Linked DNA regions of Mus musculus: region 2 is linked to region 1. The links are chromatin contacts, called in public HiChIP or PLAC-seq maps. All regions are on one chromosome and are shown on one strand. Each heading gives the region's core, a stretch centred on a gene start, on an enhancer-like site or on the middle of the called end of the contact. The rest is flanking DNA. Distances are from core to core; before and after follow the strand shown.

Region 1 (6,928 bases), core at 4,269-6,768:
CCTGCTTCTGAAAGGCCGTCTTCTTCCTCCTCCTCCTCCTCTTCCTCTTGCACCTGAGCGCTGGAATTCTCGTCATCTTTCACGGTGCTTTCAGCTTCTGGAGGCCCAGGCTCGTTCTCACTGCGGTGTAGACCGTCATTCTCTACCCCATCCTGACTGCTGGTCAGACAGCCCTCGGACACCTTCTGTTTCTTTGTTTCGTCGTGTGGGGTCACACTGTCATTATCTTCCACAACAAGGCACCCACGTTTCAGGGACGTGCTTGTCATTTCCATCTTTAAGGCTCCAAGAAAACATTTAAGAGAACCTTTCACAGAGTAGAAAGAGTAGAAAGTTAACAATCTCCCATAAAGACTGGTTTTGGCAAACAGAAGCGCGCTGAACTTTGTGCAAAGAGTCCTTAAAAAGATCATTTATTACAATAATTCTCAGGGTGTGCAGAGACGGCTCAATGGTTAAGAACACTTGCTGAGCACCCAGAGAACCCAAGTTTGGTTCCTAGCGCACATATCAGGTGGCTCCCAAGCCCCTGCAAACCCAGCTCCAGGGGAATAGACACTCTGCTAGCCTTCGAAAGCAATCACCAACACACACACATAAATAAAATACAAAAGTAACTTCTAATGAGATAGTAAGTAATTCTGACACTGCGTGCACTCCAAGGTATAAAAGAAGAAAACTAGCAGAGCACTTCGTATCAGGAGTCCTAAGAATAGCCAGGTCTGGTGGCATTGGGAGGTAGATGCAGGTAGATGTCTGTGAGTTTCAGGCCGGTCAGGGCTATAAAGGACCCTTCCTCAAAACAAACAAACAAACAAAGTGTGGGTGAGTGCGTGTATACATACACACACACACACACACACACACACACACACACACCATTTTAAGCCAGAATTATTTGTTTGTTTTAAGGAATTTACCTTAAGGACATAATTTAGAGAAGGGCTGGCAAGATGGCTCAGCAGTATTTATTGTTCTGGCAGAGGACCTGGGTTTGGTTCCTACACAGTAGTTCACAATCATCCCTAACTTGTTTCAATGGATCTGATGCCTCTGACCTCTGCAGAAACCAAACGTGTGTGTGGTATACATGCACACATGCTTGTCAAACTCTCACACACATAAAATTTAAAAACTAAAAAAAAAACAGTAACAGCAACAACAACAACAACAAAAACAAACAGAATTCAGGAGCTAAAGGGATGGATGGCTCAGAAGTCAAGAGTACTTGCTGCTCTTTCAGAGGACCCACGTTCTGTTCCCAGAACTCTCACAATCAAAGCCTGTAACTTCAGCTCTAGGGGATCCAGTGCTCCATCTTGGTGTGTGCAGGTACCTATGCACACATTATGTACACAGGCAAGCAGGCACACATGCATATACATAAAGCAAATTAAAATAAATAAGCTGAATAATTCGTAGATACAACTGATTAGGATCTGCAAGAGGCAATTCCTTCTAGGGCAGAACCCAGGTGGTTAGGGTGGACCCAGGTGGTTAGGGTGGACCCAGGTGGTTAGGGAGGACCCAGGTGGTTAGGGAGGACCCAGGTGGTTAGGTAATAACAGTTGTGTATCCACCATGATTTCAGTATAATCTTGCTCTAGGCATATGCATTATCTTTCAAAACTGATAAAATACAGCAGGACATAAATGAAAGCACACTTACACCATACCAAGAGCTACGGGGGGGGGGCGGGGCTGTTGTATAATACCTATAAAGTCAGACAGGTATGAAATACACCTGCAATCTCAGCACTGGAAGGGAGAAATAGAAGGGCCAGGAGTTCAAGGCCAGCGAGGGATACAAGAGATCCTGACTGAAAACAGCAAGAGAAGGTACATAGTAAAGTGCTTGCCTAGCACCGACGGACGAGGATCTATCTGAATTTGATCTCTAGCACTCATGGGTTGTTGGGTTGTTAACCCCCACTCCTTCTTCTTTAAGTCTGGAGGTTGGCAAGGTGGATACAGAAGGATTCTCTAGGAGTCACTGCTAGTGCATCTAGCCAAACTGTCAAACTCCACATTCAGTGCAAGGCTTCTCAAAAAGTCAAAGCCAGCAAGAGAGCTTAGCGTAAGGGAGTGGGAATGCCAGACTCGAGTAAAGTCTTCAGGACTCATGTGGTAGAAGAGAGAACTGACTCCCAAAGTGGTTCTGACCTCCACACGCACACCCACGAACACCACACATACACATACACACACACACACACACACACACACACACACACACACACACACACACACAGACACCAGATAAAAGTGACACAACAAACCATACATTGTAAATATACAAGCTTGGGTTTTAACTCTTAACTCTGCAACCTCGGCCTCCTGAGTACTGGGATTGTAGAAGTGTTCCACTATGCCAGCTACTACGTGTATTTCACCACATTTAAAAAGACACAGCCAGGCTGGAGAGATGGCCCAGTGGTTAAGAGCACTAGTTGCTCCTCCAGAGGCTCAGAGTTCAATTCCCAGCACCCACATGGTGGTTCATGACCATAAAGGGATCTGACGCCCTCTTCTGGCATGCAGGTGCACATGCAGCAGAGCACTCATAAATAAATATTAAACAAAAATTAATACATAAAAATAAATAAAAACAAATCTAAAAAATTTTAAAAAAGATAAAGACACAGCCCAAAACAAGATTATTTAACTGTACTATCTGCAATATATAGAACTAAATCTCAGACCCCACACATCCGTCCCCAGTAAAGAGGAGCTTAGGAGATGCTTGAACACAGGGCAGCCAATAAAGATATTCCAGGCTGTGTGCACCTATCTACTTGATCTTACTTAAAACTGAAGTAAGAATGGAAGGTTTTTCCTATTTTTATTACAAAGAGAGACGAAAAGTGAGTGTACCCATAAACACCGTAAATGAGCTCTAAAAATATTCTAGTCCTCTAAGGTTAAAGAAAAACCAGGAACAGCCATATTAGGTAATAAAATTAAAGCAAATTCTAAGACTTGGCAGATCTTACTCCACAGCAGACACATGACCACCTGAGCAACCACCAAGTAGGGGTAATTACAGTACCGGGCTCCAAATAATCAGCAACCAGGAGAGCCTGATACCTGTCCAGAGGCCACAACTCTCAGCACACAGGCAAGCACAGCCAGCAAAAGCCATGCATGCAGCCTGCCTCAGGGACTTTACAGTCAGACCACCCACCTCGCTCCCAGATGCAAAAGGAACACCAGATCTTGGGAGTCAGATAGGGTCTCCCTACACAGCCCTGGCTGTCCAATTGCCTCTGCTTCCTAAGAGCTGGAATTTAAGATGTGTGCCACCACACCACGTCCCTAAGACACTTCTTACTCAGCTTTTGATTCTTGATATCATAACCACGGTTTGCTCTTTTAGAAGTTTGTTTTTTGAGACAGGGTCTCATGAAGTGCTGGGCATGATAAACAAGCATGCTAACAATGAACTACACTGTCCTGTTCTCGCTTTGAGACAGGGTCTTGCTAAGATGCTTAGAAAGCCTTTGTTAATGTAACCCAGGCAGGTTTTGAACCTGTGATACTCCTGCTTAGGCCTGAAACAGCAGGCATTACTTACTTTAATGGCAAAACTCACTCCACATCCTAATCTGAAAAAATTATTACGTCTATCAGAGTCATCTACTCTAACATTTATTAAGTATGTCCTGGGTAGACACTGGAGAAAGATGGAAGACTTCTTGCAACCAAACAAGATTACAACCTACTTAAGGATATTTTTAAAAACCAAATAAATTTGTGGGGGATGTGCTCAGAAGCAGAACATTTGTCTAGCATGCCCTAAGTTCAGTCTTCGGTGCTGCAAACAAACAAACAAACAAACAAACCCAGTATTAGGACAGGCCAGCCATTTAGAAGCAGAGAATGGGGTGGCCTGAGGTAAAGCCCCCGTAAAGGTGTTTTAAAGACTTGAAAAAAGTAGACCTGAAAATTGTGTGAGCTCCATGGGGGCAGAACAGAGCCTGCAAAGATCCCAGCTAGGAAATGGGGTAACAGACATGCCGCCAAATCCCAGGCTCATCGGTGCCCTGGATCAAACCAGCCTCCTACACGAGTGCTGAACGCTGGCACTGACCCAAGCCTAGCAGCTCCAGGCCAGCCTGGTCTACATAGAGAATTCCAGGACTGACAGTCCACATAACAGAGAGACTCTGCCTCAACCCTTCCCCCAAAGAGAGAGAGAGAGAGAGAGAGAGAGAGAGAGAGAGAGAGAGAGAGAGAGAGAGAGAGAGAGAGAGAGAGAGAGATGTTCAGAGGGGAACTCAAGTGGCCGTCCCTCTCCTATAAGGGCAGCACTCAAAAGGCTGAGAAAGACTTGTGTCTCTAGTTCAAGCCAGCCTGGTCTACATAGTAAGTCCTATCTCAAGACAAAAGAGGTTTATGTATTCAAATAAACTTGTTAAGTTAACAAATTCTGACTGTTGGTTATTTGCTAATGACTGCACATAGTTTCCCCTCTTTCTCACTACAGTGAACAGTCTGATATTTGACAGCTCCTTCGTTAGTAAAACCATTGCCCTGACATTGAGGCATAGTGTTTTACGGATGGCCACAGATTTTTGTTGTTGTTTAAGAGTGGGAACAAAACAAAGTAGCACCTATATTTTAGAGATCTCTTTTTTAAAGAAATGGCCTTGAACTAAACCCTTCTTCCTTGACTGGCAGTAATTAAGAGCAATAACCATGTGCTGGCCATTTTAAAGGCCCCTCAGTGAAGGGCTTGGTGGTATGGACCACAGAATAAGTAGCCTGCACTGTCACCCAGCAGAGGTTGGAGAAAAGACCCCAGACGTCAGCCTGATCGCTTCTCCGTGGTTGAGAAGAGCAGCGGCCCTTAAGGCCTGCCCAGCAAGTAAAACATCTGCGCCCAGTACCCAGCACCAGGCCGGGACCAGTGCAGGCTGCTCGGACGATCTGGGAGCGCTGAGCAGGACCGGGGGAAGGCTGGTTTGTTTTTCTAACAGGGAATTGAGTTTGGGGAGTGCCTGAGGCACCACAAAGCAAGGAAGAAGTGGAAAAAGAAGGTTCTAGCCCACAGCGGCGCGGCCAGAGGATCGGGACGCGGCGCCGCTTAACGAACGGCGGGGATCAGGGCGAATAGCCGGGATCGGGGAGCATGGATCGGGAACTAGGGGTCCGGGATCAAGGATCCGGGTGCGTGGAGCAGAAATAAGACAAGCGGGGAAGGTGGAGCTGGCGGCGGAGAAACAGGGAGCAGCGCGAGCTGCGACCACGGCCGCCCTCCCTCCCCGGCCGCGCGCCTCTCCGGAGGCCTGGGGCCACGCCGCAAAGCAGAGCACTTACCGGGAGCCTGAGGGCGCGGGCCGAGCGGAGAAGAGGACGCTCGGCTCGGGACGCGGGAGGGCGGCGGCGGTGACTCGCAGGAGGCGGCGGCCAGCGCCGACCAGCACAGGCTGCACCGCGTGGAGACGCACAGGGACGGGTTATCCCACCAGCCGCCGGGCTCGCACACGTGCGGCGCTGCGCCGCGCCGACCACGCCCCGGGGCGGGGCCCGCTCCACCGGCCCTCCGCTCCCGAGGACGCTCCGCCCATCGGCGCCTGGGAAGTGACTTGCCTTATGCAAAGAAACCTTTAGGACTTCAAAAACAGAGACTACCTTATTAGTTGTTAATTGTGCTTAAATGGGAGCTTCTTTCACAGCTATGGTTAATAGTGCATATTAATAGAATGGGTTTCTTACCTTTGACAGCTCCCCAGGAGGACTGTCTTCAAGAAGATTCCATCATAGCTGGTTAATGCTTTGGCGTAAAGAAAAATAAAATATATTTTTCTTCTCATGCTTCAAGTAGCCAACTGACCAAATCAAAGCATTCCATAGCATTTCAGGTCTAATATTTTGCCAGATTTCAACTCAGGGTAAAATAAAATATAATAAAATAAATCAAGATTTGTGGAGAGTCAAAAGCCCATAATCCAAGCACTCAGGTGATATGGACAGAAGGATCAGAAACTTAAGGGCACTTTGGGATATGTAAGGAATCCCAGGTAAACATGGCCTAGGTAAGACCCTGTTGTTTTGGTTTTTTTTAAACAAACAAACAAAAACCTGGGCAGTAATGGTACACACCGTTAATCCCAGCACTTGGGAAGCAGAAGCAGGTAGATTTCTGAGTTCGAGGCCAGCCTGGTCTACAGAGTGAGTTTCAGGACAGCCAGGGCTATACAGAGAAACCCTGTCTTGAAAAAACAAAATAGAAAAAAAAAAAAAGAAAAAGAAAACCAAACCAAAACAAACAAAATCCTGTTATTTCAGATCTTTGTATTCCTCTTAGACGTGTGTGTGTGTGTGTGTGTGTGTGTGTGTGGTGTTTGTTGTAACCATGTGTTTTACATATGTGAGGTTTGCATATGTGATGATTAGTGTTGTCAATTTGACAGAGTCTAGAATTACCTTGGAGACAAGCCCTGGTCATGCCTATGCTGGACTATCCTGACTGGGTTCATTGTAATCGTACAGGACCAGCATCGTTCCCTGACTGGAACTCTGAACGGTGTCAATCAGTAGTTCCTTAACCCCTTGGGGTTCCAGTGGCCCTTTCAAGGGGTTGCCTAAGACCATCAAAATATCAAAAACTAAGGTCCATGTACAGTTCTGAGTTTGTGGAGACCTGAGGCCCATCATGGTGCTTTCCGCTTTCACTCTCTACCTTAGTTACTTATTATTATTGTGTGTTTATGATGTGGGCATGCGTACATGTGGAGGCTGGAGCATAGTCTGCAGAAGCTGGTCCTCTCCTTCTACCTTACATGGTTTCTGGGGACGGAAGCCAAGTCGTCAGGCTTGCTTGGCAAGTGCCCTTACCTCCGATCCATCTCCATGGCCCCTTCACCCTACTTTTTGTAAATAATTTTCATTGATCCTGGAGCTCAACTGGACTGGTTAGCTGGCA
Region 2 (6,523 bases), core at 3,645-6,144, 340 kb after region 1:
GGATCACCTGGGCTATTTGTTTTGTCTTCATTGGTGTCTGGTCCTTTTTCTCTGAAAACACATAAACTTTCACAAGTAATACACATTTCTACATTAACACATATGAAATGTACACTATGCACATATCAGTTAAAGATAGTTCTCTGCTCCATGTTTGAGATAGTGAAAGATATCTTTCTTAAGTTAGTTTGGAGTGTATAAGCAAGCTTCAATATAAATCTCCATCCATGCGATATGAAAAGATGGCATGTAATAAAAAGTCATGAGGATGCTGTAGCCAACAAGATTTATGGAAATATATGGACATTTAAGTCTCAGCCAGTCTCAGAGCTATTCCCATGTAGAGGAGCCAGCATATAAATCACATGCCTTCTTGGTCTTGCTGATTTCTTTCTTCTTGTCTGCAGCCAAGATCTCCAGGGGGTTTCCTCCTGTCAAATTTGGATTTCTAACAATTTAGATGTGTCTTAGGATTTTGTTGCTGTGAAACAATAGTATGAACAGACACTATAACCAAGGCTGCTCTTATAAGGACCACATTTAATTGGGGCTGGCTTACAAGTTCAGAGGTTCAGTTTTACAGGTTCAGGTTTACAGGTTCAGAGCTTGGCAGTGTCCAGGCAGGCATGGTGTGGGAGGATCTGAGAGTTCTACATCTTGTTTACAAGGCAAACAGGAGAAGACTGGCTTCCAGGCACTAGGATGAGGGTCTTAAAGCCAACAACCACAGTGGCACACTTCTTCCTACAAACTACACCTATTCCAACAATCCTAAATCTGATAGGGGACTAATATCCAATATATACAAAGAGCTCAAGAAGCTGGACTCCAGAAATTCAAATGACCCCATTAAAAAATTGGGTATAGAGCTAAACAAAGAATTCTCACCTGAGGAATACCTAAGGGCTGAGAAGCACCTGAAAAAATGTTCAACATCCTTTATCATCAGGGAAATGCAGATCAAAACAACCCTGAGATTCCACCTCACACCTGTCAGAATGGCTAAGATCAAAAATTCAGGTGATAGCAGATGCTGGTGAGGATGTGGAGAAAGAGGAACATTCCCCCATTGCTGGTGGAATTGCAAACTTGTACAACCACTCTGGAAATCAGTCTGGCGGTTCCTCAGAAAATTGGACATAGTACTACTGGAAAATCCAGCAATACCTCCCCTGGGCATATACCCAGAAGATGTTCCAACTGGTAATAAGGACACATGCTCCACTATGTTCATAGCAGCCTTATTTATAATAGCCAGAAGCTGGAAAGAACCCAGATGTTCCTCAACAGAGGAATGGATACAGAAAACGTGGTACATTTACACAATGGAGTACTACTCAGCTATTAAAAACAGTGAATTTATGAAATTCTTAGGCAAATGGATGTATCTGGAGGATACCATCCTGAGTGAGGTAAACCCAGTCACACTCACTTGATATGCACTCACTGATAAGTGGATATTAGCCCAGAACTTAGAATACCCAATATAAAATTTGCACAACACAAGAAAATCAAGAAGAAGGAAGACCAACACGTGGCTACTTCATTCCTCCTTCTCATCGGGAACAAAATACTCATGGAAGGAGTTACAGAGACAAAGTTTGGAGCTGAGACAAAAGAATGGACCATCCAGAGACTGCCCCACCCGGAGATCCATCCCATAATCAACCACCAAACACAGACACTATGGCATATGCCAGCATGATTCTGCTGAAAGGACCCTGATATAGCTGTCTCATATGAGGCTATGCCAGTGCCTGGCAAATACAGAAGTGGATGCTCACAGTCATCTATCAGATGGAACACAGGGCCCCCAATGGAGGAGCTAGAGAAAGTACCCAAGGAGCTGAAGGGGTCTCCAACCCTATAGGTGGAACAACAATATGAACTAATCAGTACCCCCAGAGCTCGTGTCTGTAGCTGCATATGTAGCAGAAGATGGCCTAGTCGACCATCATTGGGAAGAGAGGCCCCTTGGTCTTGCAAACTTTATATGCCTCAGTACAGGGGAAGGCCAGGGCCAAGAAGTGGGAGTGGGTGGGTTGGGGAGCAGGGCAGGGGGAGGAGGCTTTCGGGATAGCATTTGAAATGTAAATGAAGAAAATATCTAATAAAAAAATTGAAAAAAATTCAAAGGCAACAAAACATCATTTAATTTATCCCTAGAAGAATTTTTTAAATTATCTTGTTCTATGAGTATCTCTCTTAAATTTTTGTTAGATCTCTCCATAATTGCTTGACCGGTAGGAGTATAGATTATATCTACAACAGGTTTCATGCTATAATATAAAAATGTTTGTTGTTTTTCCAGTGGGTGCATAAGCTGAGGCAGCCTCAGCTTCCATCTGTCAGTGCGTTGCCTTCACAGTGTGATTGGTCTTCTACAGCTACCAGTGCTGTAGGACTGTGTGCCAAAACCACACATGCTCTACATTGGAATATGTAAAGAACTGTTTCAGTTTAATAGAGACTTATGTTGGAATAGTGTCAGTCTCTATTTGTGCAGGCATAGCTATAATTATCATAGTTTCTATTAAATGTGCAATCTCAGAATCCCCTTTTTCAGAATTCAAGGCAGAAGCCTATTGGGATTCTGAATCTACATCAAATAGTATGATGCATCAACACATATATATCTTAATACTCTAAATTCCATTGAGTGAAACATATAATCTGCTGTATGGCGTTGTTCCCTTAAGTAGAATCTAGATTCTTAGCTCAATGTGTTATCTCTTTATGGGCTGCCATTTTAATTCTTTAAGCCTTTGTAGATTTTTCTCATCTGGAACTGTCTCTTTTGATTTACTGTGAATTCTAGATTGGATTTCTGTGAGTGTTCTCTATTTTGATTCAAAGAATCCTCCATCTGCTCTGTGGTCTCCAATCTAGTATCTAGTTTTTCAGCCTCTTCTTTGAGAAAGTCTGCCTTAATTTTTTTCCCTCCCTATTGTAAGACCCCTGATGCTGGGCCTCAGCTCAAGTCCCGGGATGAGCTGGCCAACACCCCAACATCTGGAGAGAAAACCACACCTGATGCAAACTGCAAGAGGTTTTATTATCAGCTAGCAGAGGAGGAAGTCCCTTCTTGGTGCAGGGCAGGGGAGTTTGACCAGGAGCGGTGACAGTAGGGGGCTTTTAACAGCTAGTGAGGAATTGGGAGGAGTTGGAAGAAGTTGGGAGGAGAGTTGGCTACAGCTCCTTTCTGGTGAGGGGGAGAGTGAGCTGCAGCCTCCTCTCCTGGTCTATCTCCATGTCCTTGTAGGTCTTCCTACAGTTATGGAATCTCTAGCTGGAAGGCACAGAAACAAAAGCTTTTTGCTGGCTATAGAGAACAAAGAGCTTCTTTCTGGCTGTATTTTTAGAGATCAGGGAAAATAAGCTTGGGAAACATCCAGGGGCATTACCTTCTAGGGGAGAAACGCTCTAAGTTGGGGTCTCACACTATGTTTTATCTCTGATATCTTAGCAGTGTGATTATAAGTTAAGAATTTTTTTCTAAATCTTGTTTCCAAATGTTACTTTCTCCATTTTACTTCATCGCTGATGTTTTAGGTTTTTTCTTAGTCTGATTTATAAATTTTCAAAATTTTTGTCTAAGGCTTTATCTCTGAGAAGGCAATAGTACTGTTAAGGTGAAAATGAGGATTATTAGTATGATAATTGTCATAATCAGTGATATGCTACTTCCAGTTTAGATGTATCTGTTTCTCTTATTTGTGTCTTTGAACCATTTAAAAGAGATCAGATAAGCTAGACAACCTCTGTCATTGTTCATCTTTATAGTTATCAATTTTGGATTATTTTTATATATGTGTGTGAAATTTAAATCCAGTTTTCTTCCCTTTTCAGTCTTAAAACAATTTTTTTACCTTCTCTGAAAAGAAGTTTTGGTTCATTTGGATTCTTTCTGTGTGTCCTTTTTTTGTCTCCCTTTATTGTTTAGCTCAGGACACTGCCACTGTCCTTGGCCCTCTGGTTAACAGGAAAGGGTGAATTGCAGAAAAACCGCAGTTTTGTCTTATGCCACTGCAGTCCTGGGCCCTTGTGTGTGCAGCATATACTCACAAATACCTCCTATGGCTTTCCCCCACTCTGAGAAGGTGACTGTAGTTCAGCACTCTCAGGTTTAACTGAGAGCTGTGTTTTGAACTTGTGTGTTTCTGCTCTGTGTTCATTAGAGGAATGACCCCTCAGACTCTGTCTCCCTGCCCCTCAGCTAGCCTAGCTGTACTGAGTTGAGTTCTCCTTTGACCTGCTAAAGTCCTGCTTCCATCCTACTCTTAGAAGTGCTGCCTTTGTCTCTTGCTGTAGCAGCTGGGGCACAAATCCTGTCCTGGGGCAGGATTTCTGTTAGTCTGAGAGAGAATGCAGGCTCAGGGGCCTCAATCAAGTGCTCTGTAGCCCAGCAGGGCCCTTTGTTTCCTGCTCTTTACCCACTACTCTGTCTAATACCTGAATATGAATGAAAAGGTTTAAATTACATGCCTTCCATGTTGAGTGCCATCAGCCCCGCCCCCTCCCTAATAACAACTCTGAGACTCAAAATATATTTATAAACACTTTTGGCCTTATGCTTTGGTTGATTCCCTGATTAGATCATAACTTAATATCCCATTCATTCTAGTCTAAGTTCTGCCACATGGCTAGCCCCCAGGCTTCTGTCCTCCATGTTCCTGGGTGAATTTCCCACACGTCTCTTTCCCAGAATCCTTTTTTCCTACCAGATGTCCCTCCTTCTATTCTACCCCTTCCTATATATAGCCCATAGGTTTTTTTTGTTTTGTTTTGTTTTTTTTTTTGTTTTTTTTACTGACAGGTGCTGTGTCTACACAGTACATCAGAGATTCTGTGTGCACTACTTTGCATATTTTAGTATGGCATATGGCAAGTCACCCGAGGACTGTTGCTTGTTTGCACCCTACTCACATAGGTCAGACAGTGAACCTTTAAAAGCTCAGCTTTCTATGGAAGCAACAATAGCTTTAGGGGCTACCAATCTGCATAAGATTCTAAGTACTGGCCCACAAAACTTAACAAATCTTGAAATAGACTAAATGTAAAGTTCTGTATCTCTTTTAGTCTGCTTTGGGTGGCTCCTTTCCTTTTTCCTAAGTATTAGCATCTTACTTGGATTTTTATTCGCAAAATAAAGTAGGATTGGTGGAATGGCTTAATGGGTAAGAGCACTTGCTGTGTAAGCAAGAGGAGCTGGTTTCAAATTCCCACAGAAAAGCCCCACAAAGCAAATGTGTTTATAACCGAGTGGAAGGTGGAGAGATCTGGTCCTGAAAGCCCTCTCGTCCAGCCTCACAAAGACAGCCAGCTTTATGTTCATTGAGAGATTTAGTCAGTTAGTGGAGGTAGGTGGAGGAGGGAGACAACGGGATAACCTTTTTTGACCACTGAATGCACAGGCCATGTATGTATACTTATCTGCATATATGTGGTACACGCATACGCATGCATGCACGCATGTGTGTACTCACATAAACAAAATAGCTAAATAGTAGGAAATGTCAATTTTTCAAAAACTATTAGTAAAATACTTATTTAGGAAAACACTTAAAATTTGCAAAAACTGTATCTGCTAAGCTACTAAATTATTGATTTGCAACAAGATTTACAAACCACTTAATATGGGGCTGGAAAGATGGCTCAGCAAAGGACCCAGGTTCAATTCCCATCACTCACATGGCATTTAAAAACCATCCCGATGCCTGGGGATTGACATCCTCATCTGACTCCCTCAGGGGTCATGTGGTACACAGACATACTTACAATCAAAACACCCATACACATAACAGTTAAAACTTAAAATAAAAAAAAAAAAGAATAATGGAATATGTTACCTCCCAGTGGTTAGAATATCTTCAGCTTCATTGTGAATATATTTTTTGATGTGTTCCCCCAAAGACATTTCTTTTTCTTTAAAAGTCATCTGTAAGGTGCTAACCCTTGATGTATTTTCAGTACTCCTTTTTTTCCCTATCCTTTTGAAGTTTAAGTTATTGCAGGCCTACCTTCTTTGCACAGCCTAGAGTGTCACTGCTGTTGTCTTGGTCAGGAATTAGTTTAGAAATGGCTGCTATCCAGCTTCTATTTAAAGGATGTTTGTGAGACAAGCTATTTAAGGGAAGATTGCTAAAGAGTCACTTCATTTACTCTGTGTCTGAGTCCTTTCTGGTTCCCACTACCTTTTTGGGTTATGTGCCATATTCTCTGGATTTTACCAAGCATTGATAACTTGCACATATTATATCATTTAATTGTCCCCTTCCCTGTTGAAAGCTAACAATAAAGGCCTTAGAATTTATGACAGGAAAAAAGTTTTGGCTTCCCTGAAGGATTAGCAGACTCTTTTTCTATTGACAGTCAAAGCAAGATAGGATGTCCTTATACAGCCCAGACTGGCCTCAGAGTGATTCTCCTCAGCCTCTGGGCGGCTGTGTACCACCCATGCAGCTCTGCAGACTTTTGTTTTGTTTGTTTCTCTTTTGTTTTTCAGGATAGGGTCTCTTTCTAT

The links. HiChIP or PLAC-seq counts read pairs in DNA pulled down with a chosen protein or histone mark.
Region 2: a contact with region 1 is called in an H3K4me3 HiChIP or PLAC-seq map of embryonic forebrain, with 3 times the contacts expected there. The contact joins the enhancer-like site here to the promoter of Pus7 in region 1. A contact is called at or near these places in 1 of 39 promoter capture datasets (cranial neural crest), 4 of 115 datasets of contacts at active chromatin or transcription factors (bone marrow-derived macrophages, embryonic forebrain, embryonic hindbrain and 1 more) and 2 of 9 other capture datasets (adipose tissue and liver).

The regions. Positions count from the first base shown.
Region 1 is chr5:23,778,193-23,785,120 of GRCm38.p6, forward strand. Pus7 (pseudouridylate synthase 7) reads right to left here and starts at 5,519. Exons shown (of 16, transcript NM_178403.5): 1 at 5,320-5,519; 2 at 1-307. The coding sequence starts at 275.
Region 2 is chr5:24,120,022-24,126,544 of GRCm38.p6, forward strand. All of the region lies in intron 1 of Klhl7 (kelch-like 7), which reads left to right. Among named protein-coding and RNA genes, the nearest start is that of Klhl7, 23 kb to the left of the region's middle. Within about 2 kb of position 4,895, at least 25 of the 459 cell types and tissues checked have an H3K27ac peak or open chromatin away from gene starts, as enhancers often do. A contact at or near this core is called in embryonic forebrain, where this site is marked.